Regions from separate parts of the Mus musculus genome. Here regions 2, 3 and 4 are each linked to region 1. Evidence: chromatin contacts called from public ChIA-PET and promoter capture Hi-C data. All regions are on one chromosome and are shown on one strand. Each heading gives the region's core, a stretch centred on a gene start, on an enhancer-like site or on the middle of the called end of the contact. The rest is flanking DNA. Distances are from core to core; before and after follow the strand shown. Region 1 holds the start of Plp2 (proteolipid protein 2). Region 2 holds the start of Rbm3os (RNA binding motif protein 3, opposite strand). Region 3 holds the start of Was (Wiskott-Aldrich syndrome). Region 4 holds the start of Usp27x (ubiquitin specific peptidase 27, X chromosome).

Region 1 (6,161 bases), core at 2,471-4,970:
CAGTCCCAGACCTAGTCCAGAGGCAGTGGCTATTGGCCACGTGGTTCGCGCAGTGGAGCACCCCACAGAAGACCTGGAAAACCGTATCCCTGGTACCCCTGGGCCCTGGCTGGTGCCCAGCGAGGACCGGCTCTCGCGGGCTCTAGGGGTTCGGGGTGGGGGCGCGCAGCTTGCTCTGGAGATGGCAGCCGGAAGGCGGAGGCATTGAGCACCAATAGACAGCTTTGTGCTCACTAGGTGAGGTCCCATAAGGTTCTAGCATGCAGGACCGCCAGGCTCTAAGCTTTTCCCTTAGAGCTTTAACCTGGTTTAGTACCTTCCCACTGCACATTGCACAGTGGAGTGGTCCCCACCCCTTCAAGACGCCAGTGGTATGGCCCTCCCAGAGCCCAGAGCGCTCGCACCCCACCACCCCCACGTCCGCGTGCGCGCAGCTTCTCCTAGTCCCTTCCCGACCGGGAGGTAATAAAATAGTTGGATCCAGTTCTGACTTGCTAGGTGCTCTAGGCGGGGTGAGGTTTCCCAGTCCACCCTGGAAGGGAGGGGTGGCTTGATCTGGTTTCGATGAAGTCCCTTCGAAACCACCCGAAAGCTACGTGCAGCTTCCTTCATGCCTCCAGATGGGTCTTTATTTCTGCTTGCTTCCCAGTTTGCTTTGCTAATCCCTGCCCTTCATTCATTCATTTCACTTTCCGAGTACGCACATTACTGCTTGTGATGTGGGGAATGCAGAAGTAGGCCTGTTGTGGGAGTGTCCCAGTAAACTCAGGATTCCCGCATGGAATTCTTCAGACCCTTAGCTGACATCAAGATAGCAAATCTAGAATTCTGGCGCCTTCCTCCACCCAGAGTCTGTGGTCTCCCACTTCCGGCTTGGAAAAACTAGCTTTAACTGTGGTGTATAGACTGCTGTCCCAGGGGCGCGGGCTGGGGCCTTGGACCCCACTTGGAGACAGAGCGGGGAAGGTGTGAGTCAGCGCCTCCAGTAGGCCAGGCTAAAAAGGGCTGTTAGAAGAAGTCTTTGGGCCACGCCTCCTCTTTTCCTTAGACGGTGACAAACTGCACCAGGCGGTCCTAGCCTGGGACGAGACTAAAGTTTCCTCCGCCCTGGGAGTTGAATCCTACTGTCAAAAGCTTATATGGACAGTAGACTCCAACCCAGGGAGCCACAAAGCAGGTCCTGGCCAATGCTACAAATGTCCAGTCACCTTGCTGCTAACCACATCCTGCATCCTCAATCCCATCCCCCAAAGAGGGAAGTTGTGGTCTAAACAGGCAACTTTCCCCCCCACCCCATAAGGAGGAGGGGGGGAAGGGGAGAAATGACAGGTCCTGAGTCTCAGGTGGCAGTGGGGGTGGGGTGGGGCAGACTGCAATCCGAACAGGGACAGCTAGCAGCTGGGGTATAAAAAAGTGAGCACTTGAAGTGTTAGTGTGTGGTGACATGTGACTCAGAGTACAGTGGGAGTATGGTTCCCCAGAAGTCAGGAAAGGGTTCTAGTACACAGTTCCTAAACAGCCACACCCAGGGGACTAATATAGTAACCTCAGCCACCATTTACTTAGTTTAGCTTTACCCTGCTACTAGCTTTAATGGGGGTTTTTATTTCATCTACTTACATGCCTACTCAGCATTAGGTCATTTCCCAAAGGGGGAAAACGAGGCCCAGCGATCGCAAATAGACTGGATGGTGGAGAGCTCAAAGCAGGATTAGTTAAAGCTTGGTTTGGAAGCCTTTCCTCATAATCTTAACCGTATTTGACAAGTCCCAGTTGAACCTCGACCATATACCTGCTCTAGAGTAGTTCTACAGTGACTCCAGGGATAGTAAAAGTAGACCAGTGTCAGACAAGAATGACAAGAATCCATAAAAGATAACTTCCAAGAGAATTGATAGTTACAGAAATAATAATAATAATGATAATAATAATAAAGGTTATGGCTGGAGATTGTTGTATTCCTGTAATTTCTCCACGTGGCCAGCCAAGACAAGAGGATCACGAGTTCTAAGCCATGCTGGACTACCCAGTGAGAGACTGGCTCAAACAAACAACATCAAAGCAAAAAGGACCAGCTAGACTGTGGGAGGGGTGGTGGGCTGCTAGCCTGCTTGAAGACACAGCTTTTGAAGTGGAACCTGAAAGACCAGAAGCCAAATGAAGCCAACGCTGTGGGGGAGGGGCACGACAGTTATGAGAACGGCGAGTACAGAGGCCAGAGCTAAGTTTGTCATGTTCCACAAGTTCAGGTATTTGTCCCTGCTTGAATGCAGGCACTCAACACTGGGGAAAATGTTTCAACCTTTCCATTACTCAGGCATTCTCTCAACAATGGTGACTGTAAAAGGGAACCCCTTTCTTCATTTGGAAGGGACCTATGTTTGGGGCGGGGCAGGCAGGACCTTAGGGTGAATTCTAGCCTTTCAGTGATTGCGTTATACTTGAGTATAAACCAATGTCCAGAACACATTGGGGTGGGGGGAGTGTCCTGATTTCAGGTAACCAGGCACATGTCTCAGAGTTAGACACGACGAAGGCCAGAAGGAATTAATTAATTGCTTAGGAACACACCTCAAAAAGTCAACGTTTGTACCCCAAATTATACTCAAAGACCATCCCCTTACCTTGCCCAACTCTCAGCAAAAATGTGTGCTTTCTCTAGTCTTTCCCTAAAGCTTGTTTGGCCTCTCTTCTCAGAACCATAAAACAGAGGTCCAGTACCGAGGCCGAGAAGAAGTCTTGCCTGGAATTGGCCAGCACGGGTTACTGGGGGGGCTAGGCTCGAAGCAGACTGATGATATAGTCACTAGTATCCACCAGGTCGATCACCAGGTTCCGTTCCCAGTCTCTGCAGCACTGTCACCACCACTGCCCAAACTCTGGGAACTGACTGCATCCTCCTCATCCCAGTTTGGTACCAGTTGACTACAGAACCTGACCTGACCCAATCAGAAACACCTTTCAATTTTTATTCATCTCACTTATTGTGAACAATTACACCAGATCCAGGGGGAATTAAGTCTTACTACCTCAGACCCTGCCTGTTAGGTGGTTCTCAACCTCCCTAAAACTGCGACCCTTTAATACAGTTCCTCATGCTGTAGGACTCCTGACCACGACATTATTTTTGCTGCCACTTCATAAGTGCATTTTTGTTACTGTTAGGAATTGCAGTGTAAACATCTGTGTTTTCTGATGATCTCAAGGGACCCCTGTGAAAGGATCGTTGGACCCCAAAGGGGTCCTTACTCACAGGTGGAGAACCACTGCTCTATGCAAAGGGAAAACTTTTTAAAATTCAGAGCACTCCGAATTCAGGAAACATACCTGGCCTCGAGAATTTCGAGTTTAAACAGGGCCTCAGCTACCCCTTTTTCAGCTAAGGAAACTATTACTTCTTGACCTTTTGGCTAAGTTCAAAAGTAGAAAATCGAGTCACTCCCTTCCAAAGCCAGATTCCCTCGGTAGCTCTTTTGCATTAAAAAGAAAGAAAGAAAGAAAGAAAGAAGGAAAGAAAGAAAGAAAGAAAGAAAGAAAGAAAGAAAGAAAGAAAGAAAGAAAGAAAAAGTGAAGGGTCTACATATTCTTGCTCCTGGTACCTGGAGTTTCCAGGCACCTTGTAGATAAGGCTGTGTGCGGGACCCGTATCGTCTTCGGCCGCAGGGCAAAGGGGGCTTCCGGGGCGGCCTCCACCTGGCCCGGCCCCCTCCGGCCCCGCCTGCTTTGCTAGGCGCGGTGATTCATTCCCTCCTTTGCCCGGGGGGCCCCCTTCCCGGCCAGACGGCGGGACAGACGGCTGGGTGTGCAGCGACCTCGAACCCGTGAGCCAGAAAGCAGAGCTTCTGCGTCCCAGGGACTCCAGTACACCACCATGGCGGATTCTGAGCGTCTCTCGGCCCCCGGCTGCTGGTTAGCCTGCACCAGCTTCTCGCGCACCAAAAAGGGAATTCTCCTGTTTGCTGAGATTGTGAGTGTTCCCCGGCCGGAGGTTGGGTAGAGGCTGAGTGTGCAGGCTGGACCACTGGGTACGGGACTGTGGCGGTTGAGGCAGGCACGTGGTCCAGCTGCTTGCCAGTGGGATGCAGGTGGGTGAGTTTGTGGAGGAGGGTCGAAGCCAGCCAAGATGCAGGGCGTTCGGTGGGGCATGGGCGAAGGGGTGGAGAGCTGGTGGTTCACTGGTGAGGTGAGTTATCTATAACTAATGTTGGGGGCTGGGGATGTGTGGGTGCGTGTGTGGGTGTAGGTTCATAGTGGTCGGAGAGAAGGGGTCCTGGGGAGTGGGAGCCTCTCGTGGCAGGGCGTGGCCGGCCTGGGCACTAGCTGGCGGGCTGGCAGTGCGCCTAAAGGCGGGGCCTGTTGGGGTGGGGTAGAGCTAGTCCCCTCTAGGGTAGGGCGTTCCACACTTCGCCAGTTCTTCCTTGCCCATTTGGGACTGGATGGGAGGTCCTTTGCTCTTTGGATGGTTATAGGGAACCTTGGTTTTTCCATCCCCCTCCAAGTGGGCACCGCCTTTGGGTCACTCATAAAAGAGGTGCGGTTCCTTTAACGGAGCCCTGCCCTTCTAGTGTCAGTCTCCCCCCCCCCCCTTCCCAAAGGGGTTGCCTGGGGAACCGAACGTCCCTCCCCCTCAAGGCATGGACGCTGGCGCCACAAGCGCTCACAAAACACCTGGCAGAGCCACTCCCCTCAGGGAAAGGAGAACTGAAGCACATAATTCGGCATTTTTCTTACTGGTTGACCCTGGGCAAGCCACTTAACCTCTCTGTGACTCACTTTCCTCCTGTGTAAAATAAATGTATCTAGCTCATTAGATTCTCGTGATGATTAAGTGGAATACGACGTGTAAAGCCCTTAGACAATGCTTGGAAGAACACTGAGCATGCGAGAGGTGTTTCGTAATTATCAGATGTCATTTTCTCACTCCTGGTAGTTATTTGAGAAAAATGTTTTTTTTTTTTCTCTTTCTTCCCCATCCTCCCCTACCGTCTCTGGAGCGTGGGTGCAACCTAGGGCCTTGCATATGTTATGCAAATGCTCAGCCACTGAGCTACATCTTGGAAAGTAGATTTCCTCCCCTCCCCCATGGATATTTAGGTTTGAGAGCCCTCTTTTCTAATTTTTTTTTGTTTGTTTTTTTGTTTTTCAAAACAGGGTTTCTCTGTATAGATAGCCTTGGCTGCCCTGGAACTCACTCTGTAGACCAGGCTGGCCTCGAACTCAGAAATCCGCCTGCCTCTGCCTCCTGAGTGCTGGGATTAAAGGCGTGCGCCACCAAGCCCGGCTCCCTCTTTTCTAATTTAAACCATTGCTTTTAACCCGTGGCTGATTGAGCTCCGTTGCTCCCCTCTCAGATACTGTGCCTGGTGATCTTGATTTGCTTCAGTGCATCTACAACATCGGCCTACTCCTCCCTGTCGGTGATTGAGATGATCTGTGCTGCTGTCTTACTTGTCTTCTACACGTGTGACCTGCACTCCAAGATATCATTCATCAACTGGCCTTGGACTGTGAGAAAGGGGCCGGCAGTGCCGGGGCTGGGCAGGGGTTGGGACGTTGGAATGGTCTGCAGCTCTCACCTTTTTCTTGGCCCACTTCGCAGGACTTCTTCAGATCCCTCATAGCAACCATCCTGTACCTGATCACCTCCATTGTTGTCCTTGTAGAAGGAAGAGGCAGCTCCAGAGTTGTCGCTGGGGTAAGGGGCCCAAGAAACAGATGCAAAGTCTGGCCGCAGCAAGGATCATTTGGTGTGAAAACACTGTCCCTTGTCAGACACAGATCTTGTGAGAGGCAAAGGCAGCCCCTTTGTCAACCTGTTAGACTACCACGTGCTAGAACTTTGTCTCTAGTTGTAGGAAGCAAGCCCTCTGCATATGGGGCAATGGGGGTGTCTGTCCTGTGCTGAGAGGTATTGGGGAGATGGGGAGGTAGTAAGCATTCAGACTTCTGACCAGTCCCAGAGGTTTCCAGCCTTCCTAGCATGAGACTGGCGTCACTAACCTACAAGGGCCCCTCCCTGGAGGTGGATACAAAGACATGGGGGCTCAGTAGCAATGCCCCCTAATCCAGTCTCTTCACTCCTATCTATCCAGATACTGGGCTTACTTGCTACGTTGCTCTTTGGCTACGATGCATACATCACCTTCCCTCTAAAGCAGCAA
Region 2 (6,161 bases), core at 1,615-4,114, 470 kb before region 1:
TTAGTCTCACCTCTCCAGAAGCTGAAGCAGGATGACTTGAGCCCAGGAGTTTGAGCCCTCTTAGGGGACTTAGCAATATCCCATTTTCAAATAAATAGATAAAGTTAGTCACAGTGATGCACATCTGTAGTGCTAGGTAGGAGGATTGAGAGTGTGAAGCTATCCTGGGCTATGCGGTGAGGTCCAGGCCAACCTAGAATACATACAGACCCTGTCTACATAGAGACCCTGTCTCCCTCCCTTCCCTACACTTGCTCTGTGTGTGTGTGTGTGTGTGTGTGTGTGTGTGTGTGTGTGTGTGATGTAAATAAAGATATTTCATGCTCTTTGCTGGGAAGATGTATTAGGTATCTATTGATATCAAATTAGCACAAAGCTTAATGAGTATATCAGGCATGCTGCTGCATGCATTAAGTTCGAGCCTGTGTGAGGCTCAAGGGGCAAGGGAACTAAGCACCAATTCACAAATTGAGTTACACAGTCTCAAGACAAAACAAACATCTGTGGTTTTAGACGGTCGGGGTTCTGGGATTGGCCTAGCTAGGTGACTCTGATTCATAGCATTCATATACCATCCATCCAGGTGTCAGCCTACACAGTAGTGTAGGTGTGGATCCACTTCTAGGAAGGCCTGTTCCTGTACCTCTTGGCAGTATATCACAGTTCCGTGTCACTTTAGTCCCCTCTTTAGGACTGCTCTTGATAAACCAGCAAACATGTCACAGAAAGCTCAGCCTGCATGAGAGAACAGAAAACCAAAGTGCCTTTCAGCGACCCAGTCACGACACACTCTGACTTGTGCTTCAATTATTTTGCACATTATAATTGCTCCCCTAAGTCCAGTCCATACTCAAGGGGCAAGAGAACTAGGCTCCAATTCTTTTGTCTGGCGTTTTTCTTGGGAGTTTGGCAGATGGGTGTAACTAATTAGGTAGCCCAGGCTGGCCTTAAATGCAAGAACCTACTGCTCCAGGCTCCCCAAGTGCTAGGATTTCTGGTCTAAGTTATCATACCCAACTAAAGTGCCAGATCTTAATGGGAACAGTATCAGTGTGCACATACCTTAAACCCTCACGTAATATGACGTTATTCTCAACTCTACATTAAATGCAATTTCAAAAATCATCCAATTTTTGTTTGCTTATTTGAATACGGGGTCTCACCATAGGCTAGCTAAAGTTAGCCTGGAACTTGTTAAAGCTCCAATTCACAACCCTGCCTCAGTTTTCTGATAGATGGTGATGAGGCATCTGGTTCAATGGCACAGTAAAAGCAGACACAGCTCTCTCTCTTTGTTGGGATATAAGCCAAGGGACTTGCACATACTAGGAAGGCACTCTGCCACTGAGCTGAACCCTATAGAAGGACTGAGGACCTTAAACTAAAAGCAAAAGTATACAGCTAACGTAATAAGCTGCAGAAGAGTATCTTTGGGACCTGGGCAGGGAGGATTTCTTTAAAAGTACAGACACGCTGGTTGTGGTGATGATCCCAGCACTGAAGAGGCTGAGGCAAAAGTTTTATGAGTTCCAGGGTGACCTGAGCATACAGTGAGGGACAGACCACAGGGTGAGAAATATTAGAACAACAAAAAGTATTCAACTAAAGATAACTACTTACAAATTTAATAAAAATCCATGAAAATCACTGAGAAATGTGGGAATAAGCTTACCAGGAATTACAGATGAATGGCATCCAAAGGGTAGCAAATCGATTTGTGGTGGGGTTGGTGGAGGAGTGGGAGGCAGGCCTTTACAATGTTGAACAAATTTATTCTAGGAGTCAACAATGTAGAGTTCCTGGAGGCAAACAAGTTATTAGGCACTGAAGGCTGGGAAAGATCACATCGTCAGGCAGTGGACTTAGACACTACTTGCTATGGATTTCATTATGTACTGCAAAAGTTCATCCTTTCGATCAAGACCCAGTATCCCGAATAGAGAGTAAAATTCGTTTAGTGGATTGAGATTTGCATCCTTTGAAGCTAGGCTACCTGGCTTGCTGAACGCATTATCAGGCGTAAAGAGACTGTCAGATAAGGATGCAAACTTAAGTCAGAGGATGACACCAAGGGAAGGAGTCCGCTAACACACAGCTATATGTTAGGAGGAGGGGCTAAGCATTCGGAAATGTAAGGTTTGACAGGAAGAACTCTGAAGGCCTCGGGGCCTTAAGGGATATGCAGTTAAAGGTCTAAAAAGAAAAGATTGGTTTCTGAGGACGGCAGTTCGCTGGCACCGACCTACTGTCAGTTAGGACTTCCTATGGAAAGGGAGAGATGACGTCAAAAACACTGAAAATGACGTCAGGGAGGAAAAGGCTCTATGGATCCAACCGTTTGAGATGGAAAGGGGGCCAGTCTCTCGGGCAGAAAGGAGATGCTTATAGGAGAACGCACTGAACTCATAAAGCTCCTCTCGATTCCCGGAAGCGGCGAGGCAAATTGCTGCCTCCGCCTTCCTCGTCCTCTTCCCAACCCCCCCCCCCCGCTGGCCTCAACCAATGAGCACGCACGCCAGGGCGCGCTGGGGGACGTTGTGTGACGTCTCGGCTACGCACGCTTTATCAGGCGTCTTCCCGCGCCGCAGTCTCTCTGTTCTCCCGGTTCCTTCGAGCTCGTCGTCTCTGCCGTCCTCTGACTTTTAATTTCCAGGTAAGCGCCTTCGCCTTGCTCAGCGCTCGTTCCCCACCTCACTTCCTTGCCCTCTATGGGCGAGGGACGAGGGCAGGAAGAGTTGTGGCCGCTGATATGTGGGCTTGAGCTTTGAGGAGGGTTAGTCCCAGGCTCGAAGGCAAAAATGTATTCATTGTGAGGCGGGCGTGCTGCATCGGAACGGGAGAAATGCCGGAAGGCACGGGCTCGGGCGGCGGCGGGGACCACGCGCCAACCTGTACCGGCTGTCCCTTCCCACGTGACCGCCGCCATCTTGTTCTGCGGGGAAAGAGGAAATGCAATGCTGCTGTAGGCCTGCGCGACCGTACAAAATGACGGGCGTGGCAGCCTGGGATGTTGTGGGCATGCGCGATAGGAGTCATCAAATGGCGGATGGGCTCACCCAGCCTTGCTGGTTCCCGCCTTTTCTGCTCCCGAGCCTCTTGCCATTTGAATTGTCTCTTTTAACCCATTTTCTGTCTTCGCTGTAATTCTCTGTATCCGGATATTGTACACCTCACTACCTGCCACATTGACTCCCCAATAATTCGTGCACTCCCTTTAGGACTTGCCTTCTGCCATGTCGTCTGAAGAAGGGAAACTCTTCGTAGGAGGGCTCAACTTCAACACCGATGAACAGGCACTTGAAGACCACTTCAGCAGCTTTGGGCCTATCTCTGAGGGTGAGCCATGGACCAGCCCCGGGGTTGAGGGTTGGTGGAGAAGAGCTAGTCTAGAACTAAAACCTGAAATTCTCTTTAACTTCCATGTCTGTACGGTAACGGTTAGGCTGAAATAAATTCAGTTGGATACAGGATTTTTTTTTTTTTAAACAGGAGCGGGGGGGTTGGCGGGGTCCTAATTCTCCCAAGTGCTATTTGATCTGTGGCTGTGCCTGGCTATTACTTTCTACTTAGATGTTAGGGTTCTAACATTTGTCTTTCTGCCCCTCCCCCAGTGGTTGTTGTCAAGGACCGGGAGACTCAAAGATCCCGGGGTTTTGGCTTCATCACCTTCACAAACCCAGAGCATGCCTCAGATGCGATGAGAGCTATGAATGGAGAGGTGAGGCCTCCTGCCTGCACAGGGGCCGTCTCCCTGTCTGCCACTTTCTTCGTTCTTTCTGTTTTCCCTCTATGTCTGCCAGGGGCAGCGTGGCCACTCACAGGAGCATGACTGCCTTCTGTTCTAGGGGGTGGAGGGCAGCGGCAGACAGAGCCGGGCTGCCTGGGAGGCGACGACTGGTCCTGCATGAGGCGGAGAAGCCACCTGTGGATGGTTGACCTGCTCTGGGCTTAGGTAGTAGAGTCTGCAGAGCTGTGGGCCTGGCAGAGGACCGGAGAGGACCTCGTGAGTCTGCTGGGATGGACTCTGAAGCCTCAGACCGAGAGAGGTGTCTAGCCCTAATAGTCGGGCAGCTTAGAGGAGTGGGGAGGATACGTCAGCCTGAGTTCAGTCAAGATGTAAGTAGTAGCAGGGGAGACCGGTGGATTCAGGTCTTTTTGTGGGATTCCATAGCTCCTGGTGAAGCCATTCTGGTCAGCGGAGCTTGGCTTGGACGAGGCACCCAGAATTTGGTGCCCAGCAGGAATTTCTGGGCTCTTGCCTACACCTACCTGCCTGTGCCCATTCTTCCCTCATCCCTACTGTGACTGACAATTCCTTGTGTCTGTCTCCTTCCCATACCTAGTCCCTGGATGGGCGCCAAATCCGAGTTGATCATGCAGGAAAGTCTGCCAGGGGATCCAGAGGGGGTGCCTTTGGTGGGCGTGGTCGCAGTTACTCTAGAGGTAAGTGCAGTCATGGTTTGATTATGAGATTAAGTAGCGCTATTTAATGTTAAGAGCCTATGTCTGAACAGCTACTATTTGAATATTTTTCTGTAGGTGGTGGAGACCAGGGATATGGAAGTGGAAGATATGACAGTCGTCCTGGAGGATATGGATATGGGTATGGGCGGTCTAGAGACTACAGTGGCAGGTGGGTATTGAGAGGTTGGGATAGTCAGGTACCAGTGTTTTTAAATCTAGTTTATGCTGAAAATGGGAATTTTACATAGTGCTCATATTTTATGTATCCTGTTTATTATACATTTTTTAAGAGTATTATGTGGCTTGGATATATCAAAGGTCAATTGCCCGTGCCCACCATGTACCAATCTCAAGAATACAGTCTCCATCACCTGAAAACTGACTAACATTTCTATTGTGAATCTGCTATTATGAAACATGACATGTATAGTTTTTAGTGTTTAATGTCTACAATGTAGAATACATTCTTGTAAAACAATATCGCTTTTTCCCAGAAGCCAGGGTGGCTATGACCGCTACTCAGGAGGAAATTACAGAGACAATTATGACAACTGAGATGGGGCATGCACACAAAATGTAGGTGAGACCTGAAGATTGGCATTGCGTCAACCTGTTATCATCAGACCCTCTTCTCCCTTTTGCTTTTCTTCTCGCCACACTGCCCTTTATCTCTGCTGCCTTGATGCCTAACCCAGCCACTTGGGTGCTCTTGCTGTTACATGCATGCCAGAGCTAGTTGAAGGGGGGGCGGAGGCGGGGCATGGTAGAAATAAAAGAGGTGGTATGCTGCATCTTTATCAACTCTGGGAGGTAAGCGTGTTATCAGTCTGTTTCTTCCTGACATCAAAATTCTACCTCTTACTATTCTCAGATACACAAGGAATAACACTTCTGATCCAGGATCGTCCTTGCAAATTGCTGTATTTATAAAGATTTTTGGAGCTGCGCTGAAACGTCTGTTTTAGTACATCAAGTTCTATTTTTGAATTGAGCTCCCAAGGTAGTTTGTTAAAGAACTTTTAGAAAGCTCCATGTGTTCTTTAAACATTTTTTCCCTTTTAAAAACAAATTTTAAGACATTTGTTACAGTCCCAATATTTTTCCTTTTATCAGAATTTTTGTTTAGGCACTCAGGATTATTGTTTCTGGCCAAAAGAAAAAAGTGGCCAGGCTAAATCAGTTTTTAAAGTTGATGTGTATTTAGGGACATTTTAAAACCTTGTAAACAATGTTTATCATGGCCAGAAAGTGATTTCTGAATGTACCTATGAACAATCCGAGTCAAGATCATGATTGCTTAGAGATGTTTTTTATTAAAGATCACCATCCTGATTATATAGAAGAGCTTCTTTAAAATGTTTGTGAATGTCATTTTTTAATACTGGAAGAAAAGTATTCTGTTGTGTCTGATGTGTTTAGGATGTCCTTTATGGAGCTAATTAAAAGATGAAACCTGAACACAAATCAATACTGATAATGCTTTTTCCTTATTCAAACCCAGTTTACAATTTAGAGCGAGAGGCAAGTCAGGAAGATGAAGCTTGGAAAACATACTGGGATGGATGGGCAGGAACTGTCAGAAGGGTTGAGGCTTGAATTTGAAGTTAGTTTGGGTATATGGTGAGACATGAAATGTGATGGATACAGATGAAAGTCAGTCCCCTTCTGACTAGAATTGGGTTTTCTGAAATTGTTTC
Region 3 (6,161 bases), core at 1,772-4,271, 420 kb before region 1:
CATATTTTCTTTTTGAGACAGGTCTCATGTAACCCAGGCCAGCCTCTAATTCACTAGGTAGTTTTGGCTAACCTCCTACCTCTCTTTTCCAAATTTTTGGATTGTATGTGTGTGCCACAATACCCAACAAACATACTTCTTGAGTGTTTAGTTTGGGCTAGTTCCTAAAAAAATTTTTTTGAGGGGGGTGTTTCAAGACAGGGTTTCTCTGTGTAGCCCTGGCTGTCCTGGAACTCACTTTGTAGACCAGGTGTTGGCCTTGAACTCAGAAATCTGCCTGCCTCTGCCTCCCAAGTGCTGGGATTAAAGACGTGCGCCACTACTGCTCAGCCCTAGAAATTCTTAGTAAACATCATTCAGTGTGTACCATTAAGATGAGAGAACCCTTGTCAGTAGAGCGGTGGCTTGGCACAGGAGGCCCTGAGTTTGATTCTCAGCATCCCCTAAATCATGGTGGCACATGCTTGTAATCTCAGTATTTGGGGAGTTGGGGCTTCACGATCACAAGTTCAAGACCAGCCTTAACTACATGGAAAGTCAGAAGTCAGTCTGAAAAGCATTTATTGTAGAACCAGTTTAATTGAGATGTTTACCTTGAAATGTACACATTTATATACACACAATAAAGGAAATTAAACCACAGCCTCTACCACACTGGGCCACTCACAGCCTGGAATGTCTTTTTCTCTTTTTCTCTTCTTTCTTTCCTTCCTTCCTTCCTTTTTTTTTTTTTTTTTTTTTTTTTTTTTTTTTTTTTTTTTTGAGCAAGGGTCTCATTATGCGGCTCTGGCTCTTCTAGAATTCACTATGTAGACCAGGCTGGCCTCAAATTCAAAGTGATCTTCTTGCCTCTGCATCCAGAATTCTGGAGTCAAAAGTGTGTGCCACCATACCCAGCATCCTACAATGGTTTTTTAAAGCCAAATATGTACTTGGAAAAGCCAGGGATGATGGCATCTGTAACCCCAGCATATGGGAGGAGGTAAAGATGGCTCAGAAGTTAAGAGCACTAACTGCTCTTCTAGAGGTCCTGAGTTCAATCCCCAGGATGGTCAGAAGTTTAATATCATCCACAGTTACACAAGTTCAAGGTCATCCTGGACTAAGTGAAACTCTATAGGTCCCACACCCTCCCCCGTAAATGAAAGAAAATAAGAATCAGGTTGTAAGGTGCTTCAGATCTGGAGATGTCAGTAGCTCTGTATGCTGTGGGCCCCATAAACTATTTGGAGACTGGGTGAGAGGCTGGAAGAAGTTGAAGGAATGATCTCAAAAGGTATTTGGAGCCTGAGTTTGGATCGAAGACCTTGTGCCTGCAGGCATAGACAGTCAAGTTCCAGGCAGCCCCGAGGACATCCAATTCAAAGGTTTGTACCCACATCTGAAAGCTGCTTAGGCATGTCAAACTGCTGTCCCTACCCCTGGTACCCTCCTTCCCAACTGGCCAGCCTCCTCCCTTAGGCAATGGGATCAGAAGGCATGAGGGTACAGCTCAGAGTTAGAGCACGTACTTACCATGGTCAAGGCCCGGGAGCCAATCCTTATCACCAAAAGTGGAGACAACTAAGCCTTCAAAGGTTCCCTACTTTCATAAAGTCCCAACATAATAAAAAAATCAATCAAGATGTTGTTTTAGTATTTATTTATTTATACTGTCAAGTCCTTCCTTCCCGAATGAGATTGAAAAGAAAGTAATTAGGGCCAGGCATGGTGATACAGGCCTTTAATCCCAGCACTCAGAAGGCAGAGGCAGATGGATCTCTGTGAGTTCAAGGCCAGCCTGGTCTATAGAGTGAGTTTTAGGACAGCCAGGGCTCTACACAGGGAAAACGTGTCTCAAAACAAACAAACAAACAAACAAACAAACAAAAGCAAAGCAAAGCAAAGCAAAACAAAACAAAAACCAAATAAAACAAAAACAAAAAACAAAAAAGGGGTGGGGGTCTGAGTTTAGGCTAGAGAGATTGTTGAGTGGTTAAGAGCACTGACTGCTCTTCCAGAGGACATAGGTTCAAATCCCAGAACACACATGGCAGCTCAGGACTGTCTGTAACTCTGACACCCTCACACAGACATACATGTAGGCAAAACACCAAGGCGCATAAAATAAAAATAAATTTTACAAAAGAAAGTAATTGGGGTCTGGAGAGATGGCTCAGTGATTAAGAGCACTGACTGTTCTTCCAGAGGTCCTGAGTTCAAATCCCAGAAACCACATGGTGGCTCACAGCATCTGTAATGAAGATCCAATGCCCTCTCCTGGTGTGTCTGAAGACAGCGACAGTGTACCCGCATACATGAAATAAATAAATGAAAAAGAAAGTAATTAGGGAGCTACAGGGGGCAAGAGTAAAAGATGGGGAAGTGAGTCATGGCCTTCTATATCATTGGCAACGTCCAAAGCTAGAGATTAGTTCATATGCCTTTTTTTTTTTTTTTTTTTTTTTTTTTTTGGTTTTTCGAGACAGGGTTTCTCTGTATAGCCCTGGCTGTCCTGGAACTCACTTTGTAGACCAGGCTGGCCTCGAACTCAGAAATCTGCCTGTCTCTGCCTCCTGAGTGCTGGGGTCAAAGGTGTGCGCCACCACGCCCGGCTCAATATGCCTTTAAAAGGAAAAGCTGTAATGCAATGGCCCTTTAGCACCTGGAGCCTTAGATTCAACCCCAGGCCAAGTCGGTGCTTTTGGAAGACGGAAGGAGGCTACACAGACTTGTGACTACTCTCTGCGTAGCTACCCTGAAGGAGAAGCTCTGCAGATGGCGTAGCTCTCCCTCAGTGTCCGACTAGAGCAAGGCTGATCTAAGCCTGTCAGAAGGAAATGGCCCCGCACAAAAAGGGAGAGGACGTTGGGAAGAAAGAAGAAAGGAAGATGCCCTGAGCTCATTACAAACTTGGATCTAGCCACGCAAATGGAGGAGGGCCCATGCCTGTCCTAGAGAGGAGAACAGGCCCTCTGGGGGGCCCTGGAGGACTTATTTCCCTTGTGGTTTATTGTACTTCCTGTTCCCCTGCTCACTGCGGAAGTTCCTCTTCTTACCCTGCACCCAGAGCTTAGCTGGAGAGGACTAAGGCAGAAGGCAGCATGAATAGTGGCCCTGGCCCTGTAGGAGGCAGGCCTGGGGGCCGAGGGGGACCAGCCGTTCAGCAGAACATTCCTTCCAACCTCCTCCAGGACCATGAAAACCAGAGACTCTTTGAGCTTCTTGGCCGAAAATGCTGGGTGAGTTGGGAGATCTCCTGGTCCTCCCAGTCTCCCTCCCTCTCCTCTTCTTCCTCTCTACTTCTTCTTCCCCGTTCTGCTTCCTCCTCTTACCCATATTTCCCTTCTCCTTGTTCCCATCATCCCTGTATCCCCCTTCTCCCCATCTCCTCTCCTCAGATTCACTCACTCCCCATTATCTTGATGTCTACTCCCCTTCCTCCTGGCTACAGCTCTTTCCCCAAGCTCATGAAAGCCACAGGCAGGCAAGGACCAGGCCTGGTGACCCATGAGCACACTGCACTGACCCCTGCTCTCCCCTCCTAGACACTGGCTACCACAGTTGTTCAGCTCTACCTGGCACTGCCCCCTGGAGCTGAGCACTGGACCATGGAACACTGCGGGGCTGTGTGCTTCGTGAAGGATAACCCTCAGAAGTCCTACTTCATCCGCCTTTATGGCCTACAGGTGACCCCATGCCCCACTGGACAGGAAAGCTAGTTCCCAACTTACAAAACCAGTTTTTGTCCACAGCTCCAAGCCTTCACTCATATCAGTGACCCCCTGAGCTCCAGAACCAAAGACCAATACAGATCCCAAGTTGTGTTTTTCTCATTCTGAGTCTAAGAAGACGGACCTCAGAAGGTTTATATCAAGACTTAGATCTGCTCCACAAATACCTGAGCCTCAGCCTCAAATATGTTCTAAATCATGTTGAATACTCTTAGAACTGGAATCTTAAATTCACAACGTGGAGCCTTCAACTCCTACATATAGGCTTTGGCTCCCAAACCCATATCTCTCATATCGGTGTCTGACTCTCAGACACCTAGAACCCAAACTCTGATAGTGAGCTGAAGCTGAAGAGCTTTAAATAAAACCCCGGGACACCAAACCTGGACACCATGCTCCAGTGGTCTGCCACCCAAGATGCCTGGATTTCAGCATGCACCTCCCCCCACTTTCCAGGCTGGTCGGCTACTCTGGGAACAGGAGCTGTACTCTCAGCTGGTTTATCTCACTCCCACCCCGTTCTTCCACACTTTTGCTGGAGATGTAAGTGAGCAGCTTGTGCATCCTTGCGCTGCAGTTGGGGGGGATGGGGAGGAGATGAGAAAGTCCCGGGGATGTGGGGGGCGTACTAGAAGTTTGCTGACCCCAAGGCATGTATAGGACTGTCAAGTAGGACTGAACTTTGCGGATGAGAGTGAAGCCCAGGCCTTCCGGGCCTTGGTGCAGGAGAAGATACAAAAAAGGAATCAGAGGCAAAGCGGAGGTAAGGAGGCCTTGGTGGGAATTGGGGGGAGGTAGGTTAGACAGAGGTGAGTGCACGGGTGTGAGGCTGGAAAAGCCCCTCTCATGGTTTTGGCTCTCAGTCCACCCTATTTAACCACAGAAAGACGCCAGCTACCACCACCACCAGCACCAATCAATGAGGGTGAGTCCTCTCGTTCAAATAAAGGTTATGAAGAACTAACCCAGAGATGTGGGGGAGCAAGATTAGGGCAGATCTGAACTCATTCCATTTTTCCAGAGAGAAGAGGAGGGCTCCCACCTGTGCCCCCACACCCGGGTGGAGATCATGGGGGTAAGTGGCAATTCTCACATCACTGGAGAGATGGTGGGGGTTAGTAGATGAATGAGTACTTGAGTCTGTCTGTAAATTCATAAAGAGGTGGATGGTGGGTGGACAGATGAGCACGGTGATAGATTGGTGGCAGACATGGCTAAATTGGGAGATGGACTGATGATGGCTTATAGATAAATAGGTACATGAGTATTTGGGTAAATGGATGAAAACTTACTTGCATTTAAGTAATGAATAGGTGGTTCAGAGAATTCATGAATGGGCATGTAAACAGATGAACAGTGGACAAAGAGGGCCGCTGAGATGGAACAGCGCTTGCCACCAAGCCTAGACACCATCGTTCTAGCCCCAGAATCCACATAAAGATAGGAAAGAAACAATTCCACAAAGTTGTCCTCTGACCTCCACACATGTGCCTTGCACGCACACACACATAATATACATTTAAAGAATTCAATCACAAAAGTGGGATGAGAGAATATTCTATCCAAGGAAGATCAAATGATTAGGTGTGAATGAATGAATAACTTAATAAGCTTTTTAGCCAACCAGCCAGAGAATGGATGAGTCAGTACTTGAATGGTAAAGACACATGAATTGGTGACTCTTTCAGTGTTTTTTTGGGATCCATCCACCGCTCTGTAGGCCTTGTTTAGACCTCTCTCATCTGTTTCCTCCATGTCCATCAAACATATCCACAAACTTCTCCAATGAGCTTTCTATTTCTTGCCCCTGGGCTTCGGCTAGTAAGTGCGTTGGCCAGTGGTTCATTCACCATTTTTCCACAGGCCCATCAGGTGGTCCACTATCTCTAGGACTTGTGACGGTCGACATTCAGAACCCTGACATCACAAGTTCACGATACCGTGGGCTCCCTGCACCTGGCCCTGGCCCAACTGATAAGAAACGCTCAGGGAAAAAGAAGATCAGCAAAGCTGATATCGGAGCACCGAGTGGATTCAAGTGAGAACTTCTTCCCGTAGGATCCCAATGGGTGGGAAAGCATCTGAGCTGAGCAGAGGGAAACACAGGCAGATGGGTGAATGGGAAGAATTAATTAATGGGCTGAAGAATGAACGCGCAGGTGATTGGTAGGAGTGGGTAGGTAGATGGGTGGGTGAGTGGATGACGATACAGATAGATTATGCAGGGATAGATAAACTGGACAGTCAAGTGGGTGAATGGATAGCGTATGATGAGTTAACACACATGTGGAGAGAACATGTAAAAATGCAAATGGATTGCCAAGTGTGGTGGGGCACTCCTGTAATCTCAGCACCTTTGAGAAAGAAGCATTATGGACAAGGGTTCATGGTGGCTCACAACCATCTGTAATGGGATCTGATGCCCTCTTCGGGTGTGTCTGAAGACAG
Region 4 (6,161 bases), core at 1,368-3,867, 300 kb after region 1:
GCGAAGGAGACCACATTTTTCAAAATATTTTTAGAGAGCATTTTGATATAAACCAAGTTTTACATAAACACACAAAAATTTACTAGGGATTGTCATTTACTCTTTTGCCACCTTGTGGACAGAACAGTATTTTAACTCCTAGGCTCATGAAGCTGTCTTTCTTAAGGTCTTCTGTAGGTTTATGCAGGTCTTTGTGAGGCAGAGGCGGTGATGTCTGCCCAGGACTAAGTCCAGACTATACAAGCTCTATACCTGTAAAGATTATGGTGACTTGTATCACTGGTGATTAAAGTAAAGGAAGAATACAATGAGGAAATGAATGTAAGAAAATAATCACTAAGTTGCAAAATTTCCAATGAGGGGCAACTTTTTTTTTTTAAAGAAAAGTACTCAACTACTATTTATTCATTCATTCATCCATTCATTCATTTATTTATTTATTTAAATATTTGGTGCTTCTTTTCTGCTAGTTGTCCTAAAGCCACTTCTTTAGCATGTGTGTTCCTTTTAGGAAAGCCAAATCTAATCCTGGGGTGTCTTTGGCTCAGTGCTCTTAATACATAGTACATAGCTCTTAGTGCCTGGCCATAGATGGTGGGGTGAATGATGGCAGAGCCCCCCACTTCCAGAGTTTTCTGGCCTTGGCAGTGCCCAGGTTCCTCTGTGAGCTTCACAGGAAGCTGATGAGTAGTGGGGCAACTGGGTTACATAGCCATTATTCAGCAGCAGGACTCCTAAGCATGGCGATCTTTAGATTTCTTTGTTGGTTGGTAGCCTGTGAGGATAGGATGAACGTTCTCCTTCCTTGCCTTCTTCACTCGTGCTCCATGAGCTCAGTCATTCTTAGCAGCTGCATCATTCCTTTGGTAGCCATACTGGTTGGACTTCCTCTAGTTGCAGGTGACAAAGGGCAGGCATTTGTTGGAAGGACACTTCAAGGAATTGAAAACAGAGCTGACTTAGGGAAGGCAGGCACTAAGGTAGCCTTAGGCTAGCTAGGAACCACACAGCCTCCATAAGGGCTCCAGCTCCCTGACTAATCCCCAAGGAGTATGTCTTTGCTTCCTCTATGAAGCATGACTCAGGTGGAGGCTGATTTCCAATGCTGACCAGGGATGCTTTGTAGACAGCAGAGCCCCCTAGAGTAGGACCATCCATGTGCACCAGGTACAGCCGGCTGTCACACTGAGGCACTGGACTCTTCTTAGCTCACTCTCTCCCCACGTGCTGATCCCTGCCTTTGGCTGCACCCTCCAGAAGCAGCAGTTGCAGCTGCTTCTGACATCCCCACTCTGCCCAAGACCTGAGCTGTTTGTTCTGGACTCATTCTTCCTGGGCTCTATGATGCTGCTTTTCATACAGCAGGCCCCCAGACTCTCTCCTCACTGGCAGCTCCAAAGATACCCGCTTTATTCCTACGTGCTGCCCACCCAAGACTCTGCTAAATCTTATGGGTCTCAGACTTTGTAGTTTGGGTTCCTTGCAGCGTAAGGGAGGTGCAACCTGTAGGAACAGCCTTGCAGTGTCTGGTTTCCCCTGCTGGCCTTGGAGTGACTGTTTCTGCCCACAGGCTGCTCAGTATCTGGAGTGCTGTATCTGGAGGCCAGCTGTCAACCAGTCATCCCACCCAGGGCCTTTGGAGCCTGAGTGGGAGGCAAGGAGCCAGCACAGGATGGGCTGATAAGTTTCTCAAAGAGACATGTCCCTTCAGGTGGAGCGGCCTTGGGAGCACTGTTGTCCCTCTAGATCTGGGGTTCAGGCTGGTCCCCAGTAAAGTTTGAGCTTCATCGTTTCTGGGAGAGCAGGAGTTGGACCTAGAGGGGGAGACTGAGACATGTTGGGGGTACGTTCAGCTGCTGGAGGCAGGTTCAGCCGCTGGAATGATGGATGTCGGAGCTCCCGCCTTTATTCTCAAGTACCAGACTGTGAAGGGATATTTTATGGCCTCAGAAACGTTTCTAGACAAGACAACCCTTCGGGCCCCCCGCCCCACAGGCTAGGGGAAGCTGCACCCTTGAGGGCAGTACTAGAGGGGAGGAGACCGCCTAGGGGGTCAGAGCAGCGATTGGAGCGGAGAGCTGGAAGCGCCTTAAAGAGACTGCGCGGTCCCCGCCCCACTTCCCGCCAGCCTCAATGAATTAGAGCTGTGTTTCCCAAACTTGCCTGATCACTAGCAGTTTCTCCGGCCCTAGTTAGAGATCCAGGTTCCGGAGTACCTCCCTTCAAGAGTCTGATTCAGTAGGCCTGCGGGTGGAGCCGAGGAATCTGTAATTTTAACACGCTCCCCCACGTGATTGTCGTGAACCAGCAAGTTTGGGAAATATTGAATTAAAGGAAACGGGGCCTGGCTGCAGAAGCGGCCTCCGCTAGGGGGCTTCGGCGGGAGCATTCCCGGGGGCGTCGCCTGCTTCCGCTGCCGCCTCCTTCAGTGAAAGTCCCTTTTGGGTCCAGCTGCCACAACCACCGCGCTCCCTCAGTCCGGACGGGGACACCCCAGGTCTGCGTGGCCCCCGCGCCACCACGCCCAGTGGCCGCCCGAGCCCCACGAGCAGGGGGAGGAGTCGCAGCCAGTGGAGGCGGAGGAGGCTGGAGGAGGCGGAGACGGCGGAGACGGGAGAGAAGGCATAGAGGAAGGTGGAGGCGGAGAAGGTGGAGGGGAAGGTGGAGGCGGCCGGGAAGGTGGACGCCACCGGGAAGGTGGAGACAGCAGGGAAGGTGGACGCCACCGGGAAGGTGGAGATCGCGGAGGGTCCGGGCCGCGGGGCTGAGCTCAAGCTGGAGCTGGAGCAGGAGCCCGAGCCGGAGCCCGAGCCGGAGCCCGAGCGGGAGCCCGAGCGGGAGCCCGAGCCGGAGCCGGAGCGGGAGCCCGAGCCGGAGCCCCAGCCAGAGCCCGAGCCGGAGCCCGAGCCCGAGCCCCAGCCGGAGCCGGAACCCGAACAGAAGCCGGAGCCCGAGCCGGAGCCCGAACCCGAGCCCTTACAGGAGCCTGAGCCTGAGCCTGAGCCTGAGCCTGAGCCTGAGCCTGAGAGGCAGCCCGAGAAGGAGCCGAAGGATGAGAACCCAGCGCAGAGCGGTGTTGGCGGCAGCGGCGACGAGGTTCCTCCCCCCACCCTTCCCTCCGACCCTCCGCGGCCCCCTGATCCCTCTCCGCGTCGCAGTCGTGCCCCGCGCCGCCGACCCCGGCCCCGGCCCCAGACTAGGCTTCGTACCCCGCCGCAGCCTAGGCCACGGCCCCCACCCCGGCCCCGGCCCCGGCGTGGTCCTGGGGGCGGATGCCTGGATGTGGATTTTGCTGTGGGGCCACCAGGTTGTTCCCACGTGAACAGCTTTAAGGTGGGAGAGAACTGGAGGCAGGAATTGCGGGTTATCTACCAGTGCTTCGTGTGGTGTGGAACCCCAGAGACCAGGAAAAGCAAGGCAAAGTCGTGCGTCTGCCATGTGTGTGGCACCCATTTAAACAGACTCCACTCTTGCCTTTCCTGCGTCTTCTTTGGCTGCTTCACAGAGAAACACATCCACGAGCACGCTGAGACAAAACAGCACAACTTAGCGGTAGATCTTTATTATGGAGGCATATACTGCTTCATGTGTAAAGACTATGTGTATGACATAGACATTGAGCAAATTGCCAAAGAAGAGCAAGGAGAAGCCTTGAAATTACAAGCGTCCACCTCGACAGAGGTTTCTCAGCAACAGTGTTCAGTGCCGGGACTTGGGGAGAAATATCCCACCTGGGAAACGACCAAACCTGAACTAGAACTTCTGGGGCACAACCCACGGAGAAGAAGGATCGCCTCCAGCTTTACCATCGGCTTACGAGGACTAATTAATCTTGGCAACACGTGTTTTATGAACTGCATTGTCCAGGCCTTGACCCACACTCCAATACTGAGAGATTTCTTTCTCTCTGACAGGCACCGGTGTGAAATGCCCAGCCCTGAGTTGTGTCTGGTCTGTGAGATGTCGTCGCTCTTTCGGGAGCTGTATTCTGGAAACCCATCTCCTCATGTGCCCTATAAGTTACTGCACCTGGTGTGGATACACGCTCGTCATCTAGCAGGGTACAGGCAGCAGGATGCCCACGAGTTCCTCATCGCTGCGCTAGATGTCCTGCATAGGCACTGCAAAGGTGACGATGTTGGCAAGGTGGCCAGCAACCCCAACCACTGTAACTGCATCATAGACCAAATCTTCACAGGTGGCCTGCAGTCCGATGTCACCTGTCAAGCCTGCCATGGTGTCTCCACCACTATAGACCCATGCTGGGACATTAGTCTGGACTTGCCTGGCTCTTGCACATCCTTCTGGCCCATGAGCCCTGGGAGGGAGAGCAGTTTGAATGGCGAAAGCCACATCCCAGGCATCACCACTCTCACGGACTGCTTGCGAAGGTTTACAAGGCCAGAGCACTTAGGAAGTAGTGCCAAAATCAAGTGTGGTAGTTGCCAAAGCTACCAAGAATCTACCAAACAGCTCACTATGAAGAAGTTACCAGTAGTTGCCTGCTTTCATTTCAAACGGTTTGAACACTCAGCGAAACAGAGGCGCAAGATCACTACGTACATTTCCTTTCCTCTGGAGCTGGATATGACACCATTTATGGCGTCAAGTAAAGAGACCCGGGTGAATGGACAGTTGCAGCTCCCAACCAATAGTGCGAACAACGAGAATAAGTATTCCTTGTTTGCTGTGGTTAATCACCAAGGAACCTTGGAGAGTGGCCACTACACCAGCTTCATTCGGCACCACAGGGACCAGTGGTTCAAGTGTGATGATGCCGTAATCACCAAGGCCAGTATTAAGGATGTGCTGGACAGTGAAGGGTATTTACTGTTCTATCACAAACAGGTCCTGGAACCTGAGCCAGAAAAGGTGAAAGAAATGACTCCACAAGCCTACTGAAGCACCACACAGGCCTACCTAGAATGGAAGATGACACCAGTACTACACCAGGCATCGAGATTTAATTGATCTATGTGACTGAGGCCGATGGGCCTTGCTGAGTAAGAATTGAACAGTATCCAGTGTCCCAAAAAGTCCTGATCAGAAGAGAAATAAATAGGAGGGGAGGGAGAAGAGGCTCTAGCCTAAGCAGTCATGTGAAGGAAATTAAGTGGCAGGAGTGTTCTGGATGGGGAAGGGTAGGCAGAGCAGGGAAATTGTGACACTGGTTCATATCCTATATTCCTCCAAAAGATTGTGTGGGAAGGTGTAGGGGGGAGGGGGGTGGTGTTGGGGTGTGTGTGTGCCCTTGTAACTGTAAAACATCTTTCTCCATGGGTGTCTCAGCTTCAATTGACCAATCATGTAACAGCCACATGTTTGTGGGGGGAGGGGAATGAAAAAGTTTCTTAAAATGTAGCCCATTGTGTACATGGGGATGAAAGCAGAGACATGGAGGAGGCGAGGATATCTCATTGACAAACACCTTTGCCAGTTTCTTTGTATTCGTGATTTTTGTGCTATGAAATGCAGTATTAAAAACAAGAAAGCTCACCTGGGCTAGCGAAAGAAGAAATAACCAGGCTTATGGAAGGGGAGCGGCAGATGCTCCAAAAGTAGAGAGGGCTAGAAATGCTGTAAGATAAGCAATTAACAAGGACAGGCCTCAGCTGACAGTGTAGGTGTGTGTGTATGTGTGTGTGTTTATGTGTGTGTGTATGTGTGTATTTTTTTTAAAGCTGTATGATGTACTTGAGCAAATCAGTGAACCTCTTTGTGATTCTTTTCTCATCTGTATCATGCAGATAATTCCTACCTTAAAGGGTCGCTGTTAAAGATAAATGATATACAATGTGTCAAAGTCAAAGGCTTGGAACTTTGTAGAGACTCAGTAAACTGTTTGTTGGCTCTGAATCTGAATTTTATTTGGACTGGGCCAGAATGTATCGGAGGTGAATACCAATCCCACCTGAGACCTGTGGACAGAAATGACACCACCATGTCACATGCAGTCATAAACAAGATCAATCTTAATTCTCCCCAGGGCATGGACCCCACTGTTGTGTATAGGCCACCATAATCAGTGTCATACCTCTGATTGATTGGGGGCAGAGGAGCACAACTATCACATTTTGTCCCTTTAGAAAGACAATGACATTGTTTTAATGACTCAGGCATCCACCCGATAGTGTTTGGTGGTTTGGGGTGTTTTGTTGTGC

What was found. Promoter capture Hi-C pulls out the DNA fragments that hold promoters and counts their contacts. ChIA-PET counts read pairs in DNA pulled down with a chosen protein or histone mark.
Region 2: a promoter capture Hi-C map of pre-B cells shows a contact between it and region 1, with 3 times the contacts expected there. The contact joins the promoter of Rbm3os here to the promoter of Plp2 in region 1. A contact is called at or near these places in 6 of 39 promoter capture datasets (the C10 cell line, fetal liver, liver and 1 more) and 2 of 115 datasets of contacts at active chromatin or transcription factors (effector CD8 T cells and memory CD8 T cells).
Region 3: an RNA polymerase II ChIA-PET map of memory CD8 T cells shows a contact between it and region 1, with 15 read pairs. The contact joins the promoter of Was here to the promoter of Plp2 in region 1. A contact is called at or near these places in 5 of 39 promoter capture datasets (cranial neural crest, embryonic stem cells, liver and 2 more), 2 of 115 datasets of contacts at active chromatin or transcription factors (memory CD8 T cells and pancreatic cancer cells) and 3 of 9 other capture datasets (adipose tissue, liver and pancreatic islet).
Region 4: a contact with region 1 is called in a promoter capture Hi-C map of embryonic stem cells, with 3 times the contacts expected there. The contact joins the promoter of Usp27x here to the promoter of Plp2 in region 1. A contact is called at or near these places in 5 of 39 promoter capture datasets (the SN4741 cell line, cranial neural crest, embryonic stem cells and 1 more), 1 of 484 Hi-C or Micro-C datasets (embryonic stem cells), 7 of 115 datasets of contacts at active chromatin or transcription factors (the NIH/3T3 cell line, embryonic forebrain, embryonic midbrain and 3 more) and 2 of 9 other capture datasets (liver and macrophages).

Annotation. Positions count from the first base shown.
Region 1 is chrX:7,668,949-7,675,109 of GRCm38.p6, reverse strand. Plp2 (proteolipid protein 2) reads left to right here and starts at 3,720. Exons shown (of 5, transcript NM_019755.5): 1 at 3,720-3,967; 2 at 5,352-5,507; 3 at 5,600-5,695; 4 at 6,093-6,161. The coding sequence starts at 3,872. Magix (MAGI family member, X-linked) reads left to right here. Exons shown (of 6, transcript NM_018832.2): 6 at 1-1,944. The coding sequence ends at 208.
Region 2 is chrX:8,142,130-8,148,290 of GRCm38.p6, reverse strand. Rbm3os (RNA binding motif protein 3, opposite strand) reads right to left here and starts at 2,864. Exons shown (of 3, transcript NR_033561.1): 1 at 2,560-2,864; 2 at 1,673-1,799; 3 at 327-735. Rbm3 (RNA binding motif (RNP1, RRM) protein 3) reads left to right here and starts at 2,411. Exons shown (of 7, transcript NM_001166410.2): 1 at 2,411-2,653; 2 at 3,219-3,336; 3 at 3,612-3,718; 4 at 4,344-4,443; 5 at 4,540-4,633; 6 at 4,962-5,040; 7 at 5,336-5,935. The coding sequence starts at 3,234. The coding sequence ends at 5,019.
Region 3 is chrX:8,087,351-8,093,511 of GRCm38.p6, reverse strand. Was (Wiskott-Aldrich syndrome) reads left to right here and starts at 3,021. Exons shown (of 12, transcript NM_009515.2): 1 at 3,021-3,221; 2 at 3,528-3,668; 3 at 4,170-4,256; 4 at 4,374-4,476; 5 at 4,597-4,638; 6 at 4,735-4,788; 7 at 5,577-5,751. The coding sequence starts at 3,084.
Region 4 is chrX:7,372,286-7,378,446 of GRCm38.p6, reverse strand. It overlaps Usp27x (ubiquitin specific peptidase 27, X chromosome), which reads left to right and starts at 2,617. Exons shown (of 1, transcript NM_019461.4): 1 at 2,617-5,856. The coding sequence starts at 3,586. The coding sequence ends at 4,902. Gm14379 (predicted gene 14379) reads right to left here and starts at 2,522. Exons shown (of 2, transcript NR_026741.1): 1 at 2,164-2,522; 2 at 405-1,923.